Regions from separate parts of the Sus scrofa genome. Here region 1 is linked to region 2. The links are chromatin contacts, called in public HiChIP or PLAC-seq maps. All regions are on one chromosome and are shown on one strand. The core of a region is the stretch at or near the end of the contact, and the rest is flanking DNA. Distances in the headings are between cores, read along the strand shown.

What was found. HiChIP or PLAC-seq counts read pairs in DNA pulled down with a chosen protein or histone mark.
Region 1: a contact with region 2 is called in an H3K27ac HiChIP or PLAC-seq map of skeletal muscle. The contact joins two enhancer-like sites.

Annotation. Positions count from the first base shown.
Region 1 is chr1:271,616,130-271,619,283 of Sscrofa11.1, forward strand. All of the region lies in intron 1 of RAPGEF1 (rap guanine nucleotide exchange factor 1), which reads right to left. Among named protein-coding and RNA genes, the nearest start is that of RAPGEF1, 6.9 kb to the right of the region's middle. Within about 2 kb of position 1,347, at least 42 of the 83 cell types and tissues checked have an H3K27ac peak or open chromatin away from gene starts, as enhancers often do. A contact at or near this core is called in skeletal muscle, where this site is marked.
Region 2 is chr1:271,239,152-271,242,236 of Sscrofa11.1, forward strand. It overlaps LOC110256424 (a long non-coding RNA gene), which reads left to right. Exons shown (of 3, transcript XR_002337903.1): 2 at 1-2,567. Among named protein-coding and RNA genes, the nearest start is that of FAM78A, 17 kb to the right of the region's middle. Within about 2 kb of position 1,755, at least 35 of the 83 cell types and tissues checked have an H3K27ac peak or open chromatin away from gene starts, as enhancers often do. A contact at or near this core is called in skeletal muscle, where this site is marked.

The sequences.
Region 1 (3,154 bases), core at 97-2,596, 380 kb after region 2:
TTGGGGTTCTTGTTGTTTGTTTGTCTTTTTGCCTTTTTAGGGCCACTCCTGTGGCATATGGAGGTTCCCAGGCTAGGGGTCCAATCGGAGCTGTAGCCGCCGGCCTACGCCACAGCCACAGCAACACCAAATCCAAGCCACGTCTGCGACCTACACCACAGCTCATGGCAATGCTGGATCCTTAACCCACTGAGCGAGGCCAAGGATCGAACCCACAACCTCATGGTTCCTAGTCGGATTCATTTCCTCTGTGCCACTATGGGAACTCCAAGGTTTGAGGTGTTTGTTTGTTTGTTTTGCTTTTTAGGGCTGCACCCTTGGCATAAGGAAATTCCCAGGCTAGGGACTGAATCTGAGCTGCAGCTGCCAGCCTACACCACAGTCACAGCAACATGGGATCCAAGTCACGTCTGCGGCCTACACCACAGCTCATGACCATGCTGGATCCTTAACCCACTCATCAAGGCCAGGACCGAACCTGCATCCTCATGGATACTAGTCAGGTTTCTTCCTGCTGAGCCACGAAGGGAACTCCCTTGGTTTTTTGCTTGCTTGTTTGGGGTCAACAAAGTGATTATTCGGGGCCATCACATTCCATGGGACTTCTGCTGTTCTCTCTTCTCATTCCAGGCCCTCGCCTTTCTTCTCCCAGACACGGCCAGCACCACCCTTCTGCTCAGACCATGGGCTGGCTCCCCATTTTAAGGGTACAGGGTGCAGCTGGGAGCCACCCTGTCCAGACCACACCAATGGCATCCATTTCCGAAAAGCCGGAAAGCAAATACCTGGACTCCACCCTCCTGTCCTCAGCCCGGGAAGCACCACACAGCATCCGGTGTCTGACAGCTCCCTTCCTTCCATGCTTTAAAAGCAGGGTAGAGCTTCCTGGTCCCCAAACTTCATTTGCAGTAAAATGACTGTGTGGAGGCAGCGAGCCAGTGAAAAGCAAGGAGAAAGACCATCTTTGAAGGACTAACGGGAACAAGGTCTAAGTGGTTACGAGACAACAACAGTATTTCCGGAAGACGCAGTCCAGACCGTAGGACAGGACAGGTCCAGGAGCCCTACCTTCCACCTTCCAAACCACAGCCTGCAAGAAAAAATCGGGGAGAAAAAGGAATTGTAACCACTTGGGACCAGATTTCTAATCCATTGAGAAGCCCCTCCACTGCATCTTCACTCACCAAGAGGAAGCCGTGGCAAGAGAGACTCTGCTAACGCCCTTGACACAGAAGCAGGGGCCCAGAGAAGGCCAGCAGCCCTGCGCTCCGGCCCCTCAGCACAATCGGGCCTTGGGCAGAGCTGACGGTGCCGGGAACTGGGCCGAGTGAAAAGAAGACCAACGACAGACAGGGCCGCCCGTGCTGGCGCGCATCTCGGAGGCAGGCCAAGCAGAGCTGGCACGTGCCGTGGTTTGGGACTGAAAGGCAGGATCACGAGTGCTCCGTCCCGGGCACCCCCAGAACCCCGCGGCCACTGCCACCCGCAGCTCCAGAGACACGGCTGCCCGGACTGGCCACACTGGCGCTCTCCTGACAGCCTTCTGAGAACCCGATCTCAGCTGCTGGGTCGCGCCGCCAAAGACCCGTCTAAAACACCCATCGCCAGGCATGGTTAACACCGAAGCCCAGCCAACTGCACACCTTTGTCAGAGTATTGGTCCTACTGATTCACCAAGAAACACCCTAACTGACAATCCAAAGCCCAGAAGCAGCTCCCTTTGAAAGCTGATTTTGAGACCTGGCATCAGAAACCTAAGTTCACTGTGACAACACGATCTCAATTCACTCATCAGTAGCTTCGAGCACCTACTATGGTCGAGGTGCAGCACGGCCGGTACCCTCCCTGGAGGACCAGACAGGCAGGCTCCCGCTCGGAGTCACAGGACTGGGCTTGCTGGTCTAACGTGTGGAAAGGAAACGCGGGCTCTGGGTTCTGAATAAGCTGCACGATAACATTCTATCCAAAGGGCTTCTCTGGGGCCTTCTCATGGAATTTACTGTCTGCTGGAGGAAGAGAAGGCAGGAAGAGTCTAAAGGAAGCCGGTTTGGGCAGAGGAGCCGAGCACATCAGGAAGTGGGTTTTCACACTGTGCTTGGTGACCCAAGGAGGAGCCTCGGGGGCCACCCCCGAGTGGGACAGACTCGCTGGGCCCCAAGCGGCCCCTCATAAACAGTTACCCACTGGCCTTCTATAATAAAAAAGGACCTACTGCTTTAAAACAAAACAGCGAAGCACTAATTTTAGAGGCCCCCCCCCATGGCACTGACGGAGAAAATGAGACCCAGGAAAGGTCAAGAATCTCCCAAGGTCGCCATGGTGAAAATGGTCAAGCGGGCTACAACAAATGACCACAAACTAAGGTGACTCATCCCGGAATAATTCACAACCTGTTTCCCCCCCCCACCCCCGGCCGAAGTCATAAAACAGGCGAGGTGGGTGACGCGTCTGGGGAACACCTGTCCCAGCAGCAGGGCGCCCCGTCGCAGGCGCGTGGGGGCGGTGGCGGGCAGCCTTGCCAGGCCGCTGCTCGTTCCAGTGCGTCATCTTGTTATGGCAACGGGAGGAGTCCAGCTGGACCGAGGGAAGGCCCAGCCCTGTGCTCAAGGCGTCCTCCAATCCACGCAGACTTGGGAGGTGATTTTTCTGCAAGCTCACACATGACTCATCTCTACAGACCTCCTAGCACGTCTGCTGGGTACAAGGAATCCCATTCAAACCACCTCTGCCCACAGCTGCCCTGGGAAACCAGGAAACGCTGGGGTTGCTCCAGTGGATTTTTCAAAACACAGGCCTGCATCTGTGCTGTTTCTTATCTCCTCACGGAGCTGCTGAGGTTACTGGCGTTATTAGCATCACCTGCAGCCTACAGATTGCCATAGGCCCACCCTAATCTGAGGCGGGGTTTGTTTGCTTGTTTGTTTGCAAGACCAGAAGAGAAACTTAGAAACGTGTACAATAATTAAGACAAAGCTGGGCATTCCAGCTGTGGCACAGGGGGTGAAGAATCCAATGGAAGCGGCTCGGGTCACTGAAGAGGCGCAGGTTTGATCCCCGGCCCAGCACGGTGGGTTAAGTATCAGGTGTTGCTGCAGCTGTGATGTAGGTCACAGCTGTGGCTCCAATTCAGTCCCTGGCCTGGGAACTTCCATAT
Region 2 (3,085 bases), core at 505-3,004:
GACTCGCTCGCTCGGGTGTGTGTCCCTGCTTGCAGACTAGGAAACGCAGGCAGGCGCGAGGTCAGGCGACCGCCACCCTCGCTCAGCAAGACAAGTGGCAGCCAAGAATAGCGCAGGGCTCCTGACTGCGCCTCCTTTGCCGTAAACAGCCAGCCTCGCCCCAACCCCCACCCCCATCTGAGACCATGGACGGACCCCACACACAGGATTTTTAAAGGGACCATCAAGCACGACCCCCGGGCAGTAACACTGAGACCTGTGTTGGGGCCAAGCCGAGGGAGGAACCAGCCCCGTCTCTGCATTCCCGTTTGCAGAGACAAGTCGGGAGGGCCCGCTGGGTCGGGCCGGGCTGGCTCCTGCCAGGACCGATGTCAGCTGTGCGGGTGGGCCTCTCTGGACACAGGCGCAGAGCCCGAGCTGGTCATCAGATGTGTTGTTTTGCATTTAATGATTTCCGTCTTCTAGGGCCAGCGGGACCACTGACGACTCGTGTCAAGCCTCATGCTCGGGGCCTTCTGTGCCCGTTAACGAAGGAACGGTTACGGACGGTGTGGTAGAAGTGGGATGTGGGAAAGCCAGGGACGAGGTAGCCAAAAAGGCAGTGACAGAGCCGGGTCAAAGGGCAGCTATTCGGAACCAGCCCAGGTCTGCAGCTTCCCTGCCAAGCGACCTTCAGCAAGGCCCTGGCTCTTTCCGAGGGTCAGTTTCCTCATCTGTGAAAAGGGGGAGCCGGCTGATGTATAGGGAGAGGCAAGGGCCATGGCAGCACCAAAACGCTCCCTGTTCGGATGCGTGTCATCAGAGGATTTCGCGGCGCTGATGAGCTGACAGGTCGCTAGGGGACGGTGTGTGCGCAGTGGCCTGCGGCTGCCTACAACATTCGCCCTAATTGAGGGCCTGGCCCCCAGCCAGGTGGGAAACAGTTTCCATGGGGCCGCTCAGGCCGGATGGATGAGGACCAAGAGGCAACTCTCAAGCCGGAGGTGAGAGAGGGCACCTGGGCCGTGGGAAGTGGCCAGCGGCCTGAGAGCCCTCGCCTTTCTGCAGTTGCCCGTAGGCTGCCTCCCTCTTGGACCCAAGTGGGTTTTCTCTAGGCCTCAGGGTTTGTCCAGCGCAGAGGTTGGGCTACACCCACAAGTGGCTTAAGAGGTAGAAGGCAGGCTGGGGGCGGGGGTGGGCCCAGGGCACCTGCTTCTCCAAGACATCTTGGGGCAGGTGGGCTTGGCCCAGCCCGGACAGCCGGCTCCCCAGGCCTGGGCTCCTGGGGAGGACCCTGCAGCAGCTGCTAGAGCCTGGGCTCTGTGTCTCGTCCCAGTCTGGGGCTTCTAAATTTAACCTGCCGTCAGCTAGAGGGGCTGGAGGGCTTCCACAGGGTGATCAGATGCCACTCGGAATCCACTTTACTCATGACCCCCTGCCCTCTGCACACATTCCCCTCCAAGCACTACCCCCAAATGCAGGCAGCCGTCCTCGCATCCTTGCATGTCTCCAGGGTAAAGATTGAAGACCCGAGCCGCCCTGGATCCTGATCAGATCCAGCTCACTTTCTTCCTGCCATTGGCCAGGGTTGCACCCTGTTCTCTGTTCACACGCAGACGCACACACACAGACACACACCCACCATGGTCCCAGGGGCAGAGCCCAGGAGCTGACTCCACAATTGAAAGCCAAACCACGACAGAGCTGCACCACCCATAAGCCATCTGGGTGGAGGGCGGCCAGCCGAGCCCATTACACAATTTCCTGCTTTGGTGTCGCAGCCCCAGGAGACAGGATGCAGAATGCCGTTGGGTTGCTGCAATGTGGGAAGCCCAGAGAAGAGACCAAACCTCCCATGCCCAGAGTGGATAAGGCCACCGCCTGCCCAGCAGATGAGCCTACGACCTGCAGCTGCCTGGACAGCCCTTGAAAGGAATGAGCAGGCCCCCCATGGGCCACAGAGAGCTGAGAGCACAAAAACCTTCCTGTAGGCAGAGGAAGGCGTTTCCTGTGGGGGGAACCCAGGATAGAGTGAGCCACAGGCAGGGGGCCGCCTCATCATTAGGCACCATTAATTACTGCGCCGGGAGTTCCCATCATGGCTCAGTGGAAATGAGTCCGACTAGCATTCATGAGACCCCTGGCCTTGCTCAGTGGGTTAAGGATCCAGCACTGCCATGAGCTGTGGCGTAGGTCTCAGATGTGGCTCCGATCTTGCATGGTGGTGGCGGAGGCGGAGGCTGGCAGCTACAGCTCTGATTCGACCCCTAGCCTGGGAACTTCCACACATGAGTGCGGAGCTAAAAAGACAAAAACAATGCAAAAACACTACTGCACTGAATGTGTGACCTTGCGACTGAGAGCACGTGGAGGGAAGGTTTGGGTCCCGGGGCGGCAGTTCCGATCCTGTCTCTGCCTCTCCCCAGACGCATGGCTTTGGGCGGCTTCTCCCCTCTGTGAAGCGGGGATGAGGAAAACCCCTAAACCTCAGGATTCAGCAAGTTAACACCCAGAAGAGTAGAATAGCCGTGTTGTCGCTGCATCAGCCAGGAGGCGGCTGCTCGGAGAAACCCCATCTTCCATACAAGGTAAGTGGCTCGGTGTCTTGCCCAGACTCACAAAAGCGGCCTTGGATCCGTGGTCCACCTTCAGAGGCCCACACCCACTCCAAGACCTCTGGCTGCCCGACCTCCCATCCTTCCATAAGGAAGTTCTGATCCAAGGAGGATGCTTACTCTCAGCGCTCTGACCCCACACAACCCCTTCCAGCAGCCGCAGGCGAGGGCAGGGCCAGGCTCTAGGCTGACGCGGTCCTAGCATCCACATCCATGTCTCCCTGTGAAGACAGGTTTGCAAGTCTCTGGGGAAAGACTCAGTCTACACACCAACCCTCCTTGCCACACCCCTTTCTGCTGTTTGCCACAAAGCCAAGCTGTCCTGGTCCCCCGCCCCTCCTCCCCGCAGGGCCCCAGCCAGGGGGCACTGTGGGTGGGACTGAGGTCCCAGGGCGGGGACCGCAGAGGAGGCATCCTTGAAGGGGCCCGCCTTCGCCTTCCCAGGCCCTCAGCACAGGATCCCCACCCCCAGCTCCCACCACACGCCCACC